Regions from separate parts of the Rattus norvegicus genome. Here region 2 is linked to region 1. A link is a contact called in public Hi-C data. All regions are on one chromosome and are shown on one strand. Each heading gives the region's core, a stretch centred on a gene start, on an enhancer-like site or on the middle of the called end of the contact. The rest is flanking DNA. Distances are from core to core; before and after follow the strand shown. Region 1 has its middle 67 kb from the start of Btg1. Region 2 has its middle 220 kb from the start of Btg1.

Region 1 (7,188 bases), core at 1,367-3,866:
TAAGAGAAAAATAACTAAGAAAAATTTAACTGCCGAAATTATTTTTAGAAAGCCATTTAGTAGTATACATTTAAACAAATTAGAGATCGCATGGGCTTTTCCATTCTGTAATTTCTCTCCCTGACCATTCTCACAAATCGATGGCCTGTAAGGCATTTATAAAAGGACACCAATGTGAGACTTTCACTTGACAAAAATATAAAGGAGAGGAGAGCAAATCAAATGTCAGTTCATGGTAAATGTGGGAGTGGGTTATAGCTCATTTTCACGGTGTATAATCTTCAGGGAAGAGCTAGGTTTGGCTGAGATAAATGGTTGCTTTTGAGGGGTTTCTGTTACACTCACTTTTGAGTGATAATAAAAAGAGATGCAGAAAATGTATGTTACTCATAAAATAACCGGTGACAATCTTCCCCCATTTGTGTACATGGATGTACAACTGTGGTTATAATATAAGCAAGGGGGAAAATATAGAAGGACATTTAAGGTGGCCAACTAGACTTACACACCTCAGGGGCGGGGTAGCTGAGTGAAAGAAAAGGGGAAAGTGGGGAGGGGAAGTCAAGCAAAGAGTTAACGACCCACTTCTCAGAGTAACAAACATATATGTATTTATGCAAAATTACATACATACACAGACACACAGACACACAGACACACACACACACACACACACACACACACACACACACACACACTCCAAAAACCAGCTTTGGTATTAATAAAATCATCAACTATTTACTGAGCTCTCAGTATAGACATGACACATTCCATGAATGATTGTTCTAGAATATTCTAAAAAAAGCACATCTTACTACTCCTCAAGACAACATCCCAAGAAGCACAGTAACATCCTCATTTTCAACCAGATGGCAGTCTAGGCGACTTCTCTAGAACTTCAAAGAAGAGCACTTGACAAATTAAAATTAAAACACAAATCTTGCTTGCTTCTTTGGCAATCATGTTTGGGCTTGGGTGTGCGCATGTGTGCCTACACGCGTGCACGTGTGTCTGCGTCTGGAAGACAAATTTGAAGAAGACATGACAATAGTTAAGCTTGTCAGATATCTGTTTGTTTTTGCATACATGTGTTGCATACATATGTGTTTTGTTCACAGTCGTCCCTATTACCCTGTCTTGTCCCCTTCCAATCCTACTGCACCCGTTCCTCTTCTCCTGCAGTCCCCCTTGTGCTTCCCATGTCTTTTCTTCTTTTTAATGACACCTAGGATGGAAGCAAAGGACAAGAGTGGGGCGTCCGTGTTGACAATCAGATTCTGAACTGATGATTGGGCCAACCCTTGATGGATTCAGACTAGGATGGCTTTTACTGAGAGGTGGGAGCCTACTTGGAAACAGTATGTCTCTCGGTGTCTCTGTTCCTCTGTCTCTATCTGCCTCTCTCTGTGTGTCTGTCTCTGTCTCTGTCTCTCTCTGTCTCTCTGTCTCTGTCTCTGTCTCTCTCTGTCTCTGTCTCTCTGTCTCTCTCTCTCTCTGTCTCTCTCTCTCTGTCTCTCTCTTTCTCTGCCCATCTGTATCACATGCTCCCTCCTTCCACATTCTGCCCAAGCACACCAGGCTAAGCACCCCTGTCCTGAACCTATGTATTTACGACAGGCATTTTATCATGACAGGGGCATGTGATGCATAGGCAGTTGCCCTACGTGGAGCCATATTATCCAACCAGCCAACATTGGTGCAAACCACCTAAGTCAAGGGTAACTAACTTCAAACCAGCCTATCATCCATTTGCTCAATAAGAAACCACTGAACCCCTCCTGTTCTGTGCTAGGAGCTGGGGATTTGTGGGTGGCCATGACAACCTCTTAATATTTGATAGATCGGAGTCAGTTGATCGAATGATCAATGTGAATACATTGTATGTAGCAGGGTATTTTGACTTCTTATTCTAAAAAGTGGGTGGGGCTGACCTATCTTTAACAAGACAGTAGACTCTGGTCCTGTCAAAAACCAGGGGGACTTTCCAGGGACCCAGCAATTCTCTCTGACCCAACTTCATCAGAGGAAGGGAGTAGTAAATGAAAGGGCACTCAACCATCCTTCTTCCCACAACCAGCACATAGCAAAGCAAATTTTTCTCATTAGTGTTTGAGGTAGAAGTTATGGGTAACTTGCTTCTCTTCTGTCTTCATACTTAACTCAAACATTCTTTGATTGCCAACATCTATAAAGAAATACCATGCACAGACTGTTTTATGTTCCAACACCATGAACCACCGCTGCCCCCAGCCAACCATCCCCACCCCAAAGATTTCTCTTCATCCTCTTCCAAAACCCCTACGTGGGTCTCCCTTAGAAGGTCAAGATGGCTGAAATAGAGGCAGTGATTGAGACAAGGCTGTAGCCAGTCACTGACAGGCTTATTAAGTAAACACCACTGAGGAAACACAGAGCATCGTCTGGTGCTGTGAGTTTGGATCCTGAATCTGTAAATATACAAAGGGAGAAAGAGCTTTCGGTGTCTCGAGGCGTTTTCTGTCCAGGAGCCAAGACGTTCAGTTGCACATGTGTGTTTTTTGCAGACTCCTGGCTTGCACTTCTCTTCCTTATTCTGGCTGCCCCCTGCACTACTCTTGGCAAGCCTCACTCTGGAGAGGTCTGAAAAAGTTTCCATCCAGGCGGTTCCTTTGGTTAATCATTAGCAGCTCTGGTAAAAGCTGCTGGGGTGGGGGTGGGAGGTTTGAAAGAGCTAACTGTGGGGGAAAATCTCAGAGTCCATTCATTTGAGAGACTTAAGGACTCTTATCCTGGTATACTGAGATTCCGCTGGGCATCAGTGAGACACGACACTAAGAAATATTATCTAATCACTTCTCTGTATCTAACATAAGCTGTGTGACATTGGTCAAAGGAGAGAGAAGGTCATTGGAAAATACACAGGTTAGAAACAGTTCATCTTAACAGACCATCTAGGTGTTTCTATCTCCCATTTTACAAAGTTAGACTTGAAACCCCAAGCCATTCAACTTTGCCCATTTTAGAGCATCTTTACTTAAGTAAACAAGGAGTGTCAACTTGTTGCTCTCCTCAAAGCTCTTTTCAATCTGTTAGCCTGTGAATCACGCAACCCAGCAAGAAACAAACAACCTCTCTTGCAGTTTCCACACTTTTCTCTTCCTGGCCGGGATTTCACAGCAAACTTTGGGGACATATAAACAAGGCAGTATCCTGCACATAAAGATGACAGAGCTGTTGTTCACTCATTAGCTGTCAATATAACATGGCTCTCACTCCCCCGTGGCTGTGGCCTCACCCTTGTTTATATTGCTCTGTCCCTTCAGTTTAGAGGACATTAAAAAGCAGAACTGGCTTGGCTGTTTTACGTTGATGGTGAACTTTATGCCTCAGTTGTGTTGCAACCCCAGAGTTTACTCAATTCCACCTGGCAATTCAGTTCTTTGAGATAAAGGAGGTCTCTCTGGGGGGAGGCCAGTAACAGTTTCTCTTCTGGGTCTCTCGTTGGCAGACAGCTGGTGGCACATTTAAAACAGTCATATGACTAGAGGGATGGGGGTGAGGGGTGTGGGTGTGTGTGTAACTTTTTAACAGTTAAAATCAAAACTAGTGGAACCTAAAGGAAGCTATTGCCTTGTCACAGAACCTAAGGTATCTTCTTCAGGACTTTGTAAGGATGCCTTTTAGGAAATCACCCTTTGGGGACAGGGTGTGTGACAGATTTTGGAACTGTCAGAAAGAATCCTAGAATAACCAGTGAAAACTTCAAATATCTCCTATTTTCTCACTCTCACAAGCACTGTCAGGTTTGAATCAATTTCTCATAATTGAAGTGAGAGTTGCATTTGTTGATCTTCTTTTGCAAGTCCTGTATGTAGCTGTTTACTTTTAGAAAACTACAGTGAAAATAACAAACTAACCTTAGTAATAATTTTATGTGGAAGCAGTACATGCAAGGCACGTGAAGGAAAATGGCAGAGGACACTGCAATGAGAATGCCAAGAAAGGACAACTTCATGCTGGGGCCTGTAGTCCTAACCAAACTGAAACCATCTTCATATTCACATCTGAGTACAGAGGGGGGTGGGGGAAGACTAATAGCTTTTTCTAGCTCCAGCCTAAAATGTGTTGATAACCTTAACTTTACAAGTTGTGGAATTAGTTTTACTTAGATAAACCACTTTTGCAAGAGATTAGCTGAAGATGAAGCCATTACGGCAAATCCTGGGAGTTGGTGGTGAGGAAGACCTACACATGTGCAGAAAAATTCCCAAGTGAGTATGAACGTAGACATTGGAAAAACAGATCGAAGAACCAAAGAAACCCAAAAATTGGCATCAAACTACTAGAAGCCAGAAGGGAAAGATGGGACTCTGATTCTCATGGGGTTTAAGAAGAAACACTCTGCCAGCCTTGACCATTGAGCTAATCTTAGATGGATGTCCTCCAGCATGTTGTCCATGATGGACTTCTGTTGTTTAAGCTTTATGGTTTTTTTGCTACGGCAGCCCTAGGAGACTTGTTATGGTTTGTATATGCTTGGCCCAGGGAGTAGAAAGATTAGGTGCGGTCCTAATGGAGTAGGTATGGCCTTGGAGTAGGTGTGTCACTGTGGGCATGAGCTTTAAGACCCTCATCCTAGCTGCCTGGAATTCGATATTCTCCTAGCAGCCTCCAGATGAAGACATAGAACTCTCAGCTCCTCCTGCAGCATGCCTGCCTGGATGCTGCCATGTTCCTGCCCCGACGATAAAGGACTGAATCTCTGACCCTGTAGGCCAGCCCCAATTAAATGTCCTTGTAAGAGTTGCCTTGGCCATGGTGTCTGTTTACAGCAGTAAACCCTAAGACAAGACTGATACACATAGTTTTCCTCAAGGTCAGCTCCAGGGCACACCTTTCTTATCTCTTGCTCCTTACTCATACAGCATCTGTAAAGCAAGGACGAGAAACATTCAAATGGGGCCCAAGGTTCCCTCTGCTTTTCATGACTTTTCTAATTTTTGAGAAGTCTTAAGAACCTTCCAACACTAAAATAAAATAAAATAAAATAAAATAAAATAAAATAAAATAAATAAAAAATGGCTAATTCTTCCTGTTGGCCAAATAGAAAAAATAAAAAAAATTTTTTTAATTTAATTTAATTGAAAAACAAAAACTGTTGGCTTGATCTGGGATCTGAGTTCAAGGGCTTGAGATGAAGATTCTGCCTAAACAGCCCATAACCCCTGGAGGAGGTGATTCTACTTCCAAAAGACTTCAGTTCAAAGCCAACATCAAATAACCTAATTACATCCCGATATTCTGCTGGCAGTAGGTACTTTCTGAATGCAGCCCTGGCCTTTGTGTGTTTGGGGTTTTGTTTTGTTTTGTTTCTTTTATTTATTCTTTGTTTTTTGACAATTTCAAATGTGTATATAATGCATTTTTGTTCACTGCTTCCATTATTCTCTCTCTCATCCATCCCCCACTGAGACCCTTCTTCATCCTAAAAAAGGCTCCCTACTTCTCCCCATCCCCACCCTCTCCCCCTTCTATTCACCTCCCCCTCCCCCATACCCTCCCCCTCCCTCCTACCTTCCCCCTCCCCTCCACCACCATTTCCCTCTTACCCTCTCCCTACCTTCCACCTCAGCCTCCCCTCCACCACAAACTCCCCCTTCCTTTCCCCCTCCCCCTTCCCTTGTCACACACTGCTTCCATGCTTTCTGGGTTAGGTTTTGTGTAACCCATGGAGTTTACTTAGGGTTGCTTGCACAAACATGGATGCAAGGCTATTTACCAGACTTTGGGACACTTTCCAGTGTCTACACCACTGAAGAAAAATGACACCCATACCCCAATCCCCCAACCGATAATGGCCAGTATTTCCTCTGGAAAGGACAGAGCCTCATGAGCCCCTCCCCCACATATGATTGAGAGGAGCCCAGTGTTGAGCAGATCTTTTGCATGTAACCATAACACTGCACAGTCTTTAAACAGCTGACTTAGCCCAGTTTGATAGCTTTGTTTTACTGGTGTTACGTCCTCTTGGAGAAGAGCGAATAGCTTAGCCGCCTGGAAGTAACCTGGAAACTAGATTGGAGCCGTCAATTCCTTACAAGGCAAGAGGATAAACATTTAGAGACGCATTTTTGTGTGATATTCCCAAAGATACATGAACTGTCTAAGGATGTCTCTGTTCACCCCCAATAAGAGTATAACCACAAATGAATGAGACTGCTCCACTTGAGTCCAACAAACAGACTCAGGGACCTGATGCTTGGGGATTCCCAGGCAGCTGAGTCATCATAAAGCCACCTTAGTGTGGTTGACAACTCACAAAAGCTAGATTTCTAGCACTTCCTTGCAGGCATCTCCATTGGTGAGTGGGATCACTGTTCACCTCTCTCTCTCTCTCTCTCTCCATATATATATGTATATGTATATATACACATATATATGTATGTATATATACACATATATATGTATATATACACATATATATGTATACACACACACATACACACACACACACACACACACACACACACACACACACTTGAGGAGGGGCACAATGAACTTGCTCCTTATTGAATTCCCTGAGTCTTGACAACCTCCCGAACTCCATGAGATTCATACATTTCTTTAATTTCCCAAGACTTATTAGCCTCTCTCTTCTTCCCAGAAGGGACTTTTTTGATTCTGAGGAAAAGAGCTACACAAAAGTGCACCTTAGCATTAATTTAAGAAAGAGATAGAGTGAAAGGAAGCATCTGAGAGGTTAGGGACAGCAGTCCATGCTGGGAATTCTGGTCAAGAATTTTATCCCTAAAAATCATGAATGCTGGGGTTGGGGATTTAGCTCAGTGGTAGAGCGCTTGCCTAGCAAGCACAAGGCCCTGGGTTCAGTTCCCAGATCAAAAAAAAAAAAAAAAAAAAGAAAAAGAAAAAAAAACATGAATGCTTTTGAGTCCAGGACACTGGAGAAAAGGAAGCTGAAGCTATATATGGCAGCTTCTGATACAATATATTAAAGAGGAATGAATTTCATTATAAATAAATGAGAATTTATTTTCCCTATCTCTTGCTTAATTTCCTAGAAGACTTTTTATTAATTATAATTCTCAATTTGTAATTTCAAATATGATCATGGGACCACATTGGCACACCGTATGGATAAGCTTCGGAAACATATCAGGAATCTAAGACAATCATCAAAACTGTAGAAGT
Region 2 (6,829 bases), core at 553-3,052, 150 kb before region 1:
AGCCACCAAGCATGTGCATCCCAATGTCATAATAATGACTCCCCGAGAGGCTGAGGGAGTTTGGACTTCAAAACAGCTCCCTCCTTACCCTCATAGTTGATTTGACTTTAAATGACTTTAAGCTCTGAAAGGAACTACAAGTTTTAATTCCCTGCTGTGATCGAAGCCAGAAAAGAACACATTACCTTTCAATGACAGGTTTAAGAGGTTTCCAACCTCAGCAGAAACAGTGTCACTAGAGCTAAGCAGAACTCAGCCACACAAAGTGCGAATCTGTATTTCTGAACAGCTGACGTGTGACTATTTCAAAAACCTTAACACAGATAATCTTCTGTGTAGATGCCCTGACACGCTGCTCTCAGAACTTTCCAGAACTGACTCATAATTAGCCATCTCGGGCTGTTCAACCAAGAAGGAGGGGATAACTTTATCTCGCTTTAAGATTCTGAGTTGATGTTTTCCTTATCATGTAAACGTCTTTTAATGAGTCACTTATTGACATAAATACTTGTTCTTAGGATTTGCCCAAACCTATCCTTGCTTATTCCTGGTTAGAATGTAAAATCGTTGAAACACTGGAGGAAAAGAAAAAAAAAAAAAAAAGCCAAGTTTCAACTAAAGTTAAACATGGAATTTTTTTTTTTACCATGGGACCCACCAAATTCCACCCCTAAGCACACACCAAAAATCACTGGAAACAGATGTTCAAATAAAACTTGGTGTACCAACAGCCATAATGGCGCTTTCAGGGTAATAACCTGCAGGTGGAAACTACGCAAATCACATCAACAGATGAATGGATATAAAAAAAAATAATGTGGCCTGCCCACACAGTAGAATAGTATTCAACTATTAAAAGGAAGGAAGGCATGAGGCGGGGTTCATGCCACAACATAAATGAACTCAGGCTTCATAGGAACGAAGCAGGCACAAAAAGTTAGAGACTGAATTTAGTTTAATGTATTTGAAATTTTCAGAATAGGCAGATCTCTAAAGATGGCAAGATTAGGGGTTTGCAGGAACGAGGGCGAAGGGGGAGTTAGAACTGATTGCTTAGTGAGTAATAAACTTCCCTTTGGGCATAAAGAAACAAGTGGGGGCGATAACACTGCAATTTCCGGCATGTTCTTAATGCCTCTGACTCGTATCCTTTCAATGGTGAAAAACGACAAGCCTTACCTGACATTTTAGACAATGAGTGGATATCTGTCTCGTTTCCCAAAACCTCTCTTGGGCCCGTGGAAATTTTTCTGCGGTACTCACGGAAATGGGTCAACGGTTTGCCCTTGTGGGAAGGAACCCAAGTCTCTGATTGCACCAAGCAAAACTGGTCAGCTGTTTTACAAGGAAAACAGCTGGCACCGAAGCCCAGGCTCTTTAAAGAGCTGGGAACGGAGCCTCCTCCGCAGGGTGAGTTCAAGCTGAAGAGCTGTGATTCCCTGCTTGCCAGGTTGTGTGGGCCACACCCAGCTACTAATAAGTTGTTCCAAACTTTACATGCCCCATCTTAATAACTAGCTCTTCTCCCACCTTGGAGGTTCCCATAATCATGTGGCTACTCAAATGAGAAGAGCAGAAACCACTGGCAATTTGGAGACGAGACAGAGTCCAGAAAAGGAAGCAAAGTCAGGAAAATATAAATTTAACTTGAGGTGTTCCATGAGCACAAGGCAGAGGCTTAGAATGAGGGCTTGTTCTAAATGTCCAAATGGAGAAAATAGTAGTGTCCCTGGAATGGAGCCATGTGGGGAAAGAAATTTCTAGAGCAGAGGCTAGACTCTGGTGTCCTGGATACATGCCAATTTATGACAGCATTTGAAACTTTTGCAATGGTAGGAGGAGACTTTGGTCTATCTGGTGACAGCTAGTAAGGAGAGCTGTCTGGGGTCTAAAACTGAGAAAGCAAGCTACAAGTAGCAAAAGCTAGAAACAGCAGCTTCCTCTATCCTGAAAATGCCAGTTAGGAATGCTAGCTTTTAAGGTCAAAGATGGTCGTGAGACAGCAGAAATAAAACGCAAGTATTGGAAGGTAGGCAGGAGCCAAGCTCTCTCTCTCTCTCTCTCTCTCTCTCTCTCTCTCTCTCTCTCTCTCTCTCCACTCAAAGTCTTGATATGGCAATTTTAAGCAGGAAAAATTACACCGTATCATTTAGTTTAATAAAATACTATTCTCTGGTCACATTATAGAAGACAAACAGACTGAAGGAATCTTGGAGCAAAAAGAGGAACATTGCCAGGGCAATAGTGACTCTCAAATGTTGCTGGTCCAGACCAAGGAAGAAAAGAATGGAAAATTCTATGAGGCACACTACTGGATGGAATGTAGGGAAGGGGAGAGAATGGCAGAGTAAAAGCTTACTGCTAGTTCAAGCAGAAGGTCACCTCATAAGTTCTGCTACAATAAACAAACCCAGTGTATGCCCTGTAGAGCTTCTCATGAGGTTTGCCCAACGGTTGCATCTAAGGTCATATTAACCAGTCCAGATGTGCTAGGGGCATGTATTCTATTTCTTTTTCCTTTTAACTTTTTTCACATTTATTTTATCCAATATAGAATAGCACTCGGGAATGAGTTTCCATACTGTGCATTAATCCGTGCATACGTTGTGTAATGTTTAAACACGTCTTCTCAAACATTGGTCATCTCTTTATAGTGAAAAGCTTCAAACTCGCTTCATGCAGCATTTTTAAAAGCGAGATCTCAGCCGCCCTCCCAGTGGGTCTTTTACCCATACAACTAACTGAAACATGGGTTTTCTATATCTTGCCTATGGAAAAAGAGTAGCACGATGGATTGTGTGTCTTGACTGGCAGTAAGGCAGAACATTTATTCTTGTATGCACTAGCCCCTGTCTTCTGTATGTCTGCCTATCGTGTGTCTGTCTTGCTACTTTGTGAAGTCTCATGACTGACCTCTGGAAAAGATTGGGCATCCTTTAACATTCTTGGCACTGGCTGTCTGTGCTTTGGACTACTCGCTGCCTGACCCTACCTGCCCTTGGGGGTTGGAGGTGAGATGGCCCGGATTCAAAGACACTGACTCCAGAAGCAGGTAAAAGCTTGTCTGTCTACTGCTGCAAGCTCCTTTAATACCCTCTACCTGGGCCCTTTGGTCCTAAGAAAGCATCTCATATAAACAGCAGCTTCCAATTAGCTGACATTGTTCACATCAGCAATCCTTGGTCTCTCAGGCAGTCTTCAACTAGGTCCTCCTGCAGATGCCTTTGTAGCTGTGTGCCCCTGGTGTTTTTGTAGATGTGGCTGCCCCTGGTCCTCCTAGAGGCACTGTCACCAGAGTTCACAGAGTAAGTGATCTCACTCTTCCTGCTCACTTGGCCTCCCTTTGGTTGTCAACCTGACAAGATCTAAAATCACCTAGAGCATAGTGTTTTGGGCCTATGTATGAGAGAGCTTCTAGATTGTGTTAACTGAATTGGGAAGACCCTCTGTGAATGTGGGAGGCCCCTTTCCTTCCTCTAGGCTGAATTTAGGGAGAATGAACTAAGCACCATTTTTCTTATGAAGTAGGGACCAGCTGCTTCACTCCTCCTGCCAGCTTCTCCCTAGCATAACGAACTGCACTCTCAAACTGAGCAAGAACAAACCCTTCCTTGCTTTATACACGAATGCTGTCACACCAATGGGAAAAGTTACTAGCATACTCTCAATTCTCTGCCTCTCATGCCTTCTTGCCTTCCAATTTCTGACTGGGAAATCCAATTTCCCACAGTGCCCCAAGTGGTCTCTTGCATTTGCTCTTCTATTTCTTCCCTAAGCATTCTAAAGTCTCGGTATTCAGCTGTGGATGTTCAAGCCAATGGCTCCAGTTATCTACTCTATATTTTCTTGTCTACATCCAGTAGACACCGTCATTATAATATGTCTGACGTGCAGAACCAGCTAGTCATTTCCCACGGCTTTATCTGCCTCCATGTTACTATTTCTACCAATACAGGCAACCATCTGGGTCACGGAGCTCTATCTTTCTGTATTAATTTATTCATCTTTAGAAGGCACACTAATAGGATCCAGCTTGTGTCTACTCGGTCCTGTACTTCTCTCTCCTTAGCCCCGCACCCCTCCCAAGTCCTGTTGGTAAATTCTATGGGACTGCTTATGTGGGGAAAACTTTCAGATCTATCATCACCTTCCTTTCCTGAGTCTGCTTCTCAGCTCCTATTTCCTCCGTCAATTTGTTATGTTTCATCCCTCACCTCACTGAACTCTTGGTCCTCACAACTGGTAGAGTAAATCATCCCACGGCATGGATCTGACCATGTGGCTTCCCTCTCTAGAAAACCACCGTTGGTAGCCCTCCAGCCAGAAATCCCAGTCTCCCTTCCAACACTCCACAGACTACATTGTTTGGTGTTCTGTCAATTTGTCCTGGAGAGATATGAACAAAATCTCTATCCATACCAGATAAGCTGCTAATAACAACAACAACAACAACAACAACAAAATAAATAGTAACACTTGTACTCAAGCCTAGATCAGCAAGCCAATCAGAATAACCTGGGTTACCTAGAGAAACATGGGTAAGGGATTACCTATAGCAGTGTTCAGTGAGGAGTCCGATTGGAGCATGACCAACGTGTAGGGAGCTCCAATGCTGAGGAATTTCCCCCACCAGCAACCATTTATTCCTATACCTGCAGATGGGTGGGGACCTCGTGAGCACCTCCCTGCAGTCCGTGATGGAACACTATTGGGCCCTCTGCAGACAAGCCAAAGCTGTTGAGAGAGGACAACCAGCATGCCATGGAGGGAGGACAGAGTTTCACAGCATTTGGCTTTCTTTAGAATACATGTATGTGCAGGCATATGTGGAGGGTTGGAGGCGGATGTCCACTCTCTTTCTCAATCATTCCCTACCTTATCTGTAGAGAGATGATGTCTCACTGAGCTGTAGATCACTTATTTGGGTAAGCTGGCTGGCCAGCAAGCCAAGGGATCCCCTAGTTCTCACCTCTAGAGCACTTGTCACCAGGCATTTTTGAGCATGGGTTCTACCTACACAGAAAGCACCCTTCCTTCAGAGCCATGTCCCAGCCCCATCATCCTTTTCTATGAGCATGAGAGTCGGCCTGCATCCTCACCAATGTCTGCTGCAGGGAGGCTGTAGTTCTCACAATCCTAATCCCTGTGAAGTAGAAGCCCATAGTGACTTATTGCCCCTTTCCAGATCGACTGGAAACTCTGACGTCTATCACATGCTTACTGTCTGTTCATATATCTTATTTATTATGGAATGATTCTTCATATTTTTTCTTCTCAATTTTTGGTCTTATTGATTTGTGGGATTTTTTAATATATTCTGGTTATGAACTCTCATGCGATGTACATTTTTTAACATTTCATCTGTGTTTCCCCTTTCATTTTTAATGTCTCTTATGATGAAAGGTTCAATTTGGACAAAGTCCAGTTTATTCTTTTTATTTTCTTTTAATCTAAGTGCCTTGTTGATCTAAAGACGACTCTTCTGTTCAAGTACGTAAAGCCCATGATGTTTTGAGAACAGACACTGACAGGCTCTTCTTAAAACATATAAAAGTATGGAAGATTTAGACATTTTAAAAATGGTATTAAAAATTGAAAAGCAAATTGGAAGAGTAAAGCTGCTTAATTTCAAAAGTTTCTACTAAAGAACCCTAAGAAGATTTAAGTACAGTAATTTCGTGAGAGCCAAGCAATAAGTCAACAGAGTGGAAGAGTATATAGAAGTAAATTCATACAAACAAGATCAATTGATTTTTGTCAAGGGAACCAGGACTACTCAATAGATAGAAGAAAGTCTATTAACCAAATTGTTCTTGAATGTCAATATGATACATAAAAAATATCCACATCAACTTAGCTCGTACCTTAGCAGACACCTGTTACACACTTGCGAGTCAGAGTCAGGACTGCTGGAAATTTGAAGCCAGTGTTATCAACAAAGTGAATCCCAGGTCTCTAAGGATGCATAGAGAAACACATCTCCAAATGAAAAAATTAAACAAAGTCAAATTAACTGTTACCCATAACTCACATGTGCATACACACACACACACACACACACACACACACACACACACACACACACGCCATTCCTATAATTCTTTCAATTGTTGGAGGGTGGTGTGTGTGTGTGTGTGGGGAGAGAGAGAGAGAGAGAGAGAGAGAGAGAGAGAGAGAGAGAGAGATTTTAAGTATATATCTGCTGTGCCTATGGAGGCCAATGATTGACACTGAGGGTGTCCCTTAATAGTTCTCATTGTAGTTTTTGAGACAGGGTCTCACTGTATGTGGAATTCAGCCATTCAGCTAGACTAGCTGGCAAGGAATTCCTAGGGAGCCTACTGTGTCTGGCCCCTCAGCACTAAGATTACATGTGTGTGAAAGATTAGGTTTTGGTTTTTATGTGGCTGATGAAGATTCAAAGTCCTCGGGTTCTACAAATTTTGTTTTGTTTTGCTTTGTTTTGTTTTTTGATGTAGTCCCATCTTTTATTGTGCGCATGAGACTGAATTAATTATCACCAGGAAATTTTTCATCCAATTGTGCTGTGCTTAAATATGCCTAAAACAAAGTACTTAAGGTCAGACTTAGAAGTTTGAACCAATGTCTGCTATTTAGTCATATTGAATGAAACTAATTTTTTTGACATTTTTTCTTTTATTGGATATTTTTTATTTACATTTCAAATGTTATGCCCTTTCCTGGTTTCTCCTCCAAAATCATGCTATCTCCCTGCTTCTATGAGGGTGCTCCCTCCCTCTCCCGCCCACTTACTCCCTCCCATCTCCCCACCCTGACATTCCCCTACACTAGGGCATTGAGCCTTCAC

Evidence for each region. Hi-C and Micro-C count contacts between places; a contact is called where the count stands out from the background.
Region 2: a Hi-C map of liver shows a contact between it and region 1, with 4 times the contacts expected there. The contact joins two enhancer-like sites. A contact is called at or near these places in 2 of 12 Hi-C or Micro-C datasets (kidney and liver).

What each region holds. Positions count from the first base shown.
Region 1 is chr7:33,291,484-33,298,671 of GRCr8, reverse strand. No RefSeq gene overlaps it. Among named protein-coding and RNA genes, the nearest start is that of Btg1, 67 kb to the right of the region's middle. Within about 2 kb of position 2,616, at least 5 of the 93 cell types and tissues checked have an H3K27ac peak or open chromatin away from gene starts, as enhancers often do. A contact at or near this core is called in liver, where this site is marked.
Region 2 is chr7:33,445,859-33,452,687 of GRCr8, reverse strand. No RefSeq gene overlaps it. Among named protein-coding and RNA genes, the nearest start is that of Btg1, 220 kb to the right of the region's middle. Within about 2 kb of position 1,802, at least 8 of the 93 cell types and tissues checked have an H3K27ac peak or open chromatin away from gene starts, as enhancers often do. A contact at or near this core is called in liver, where this site is marked.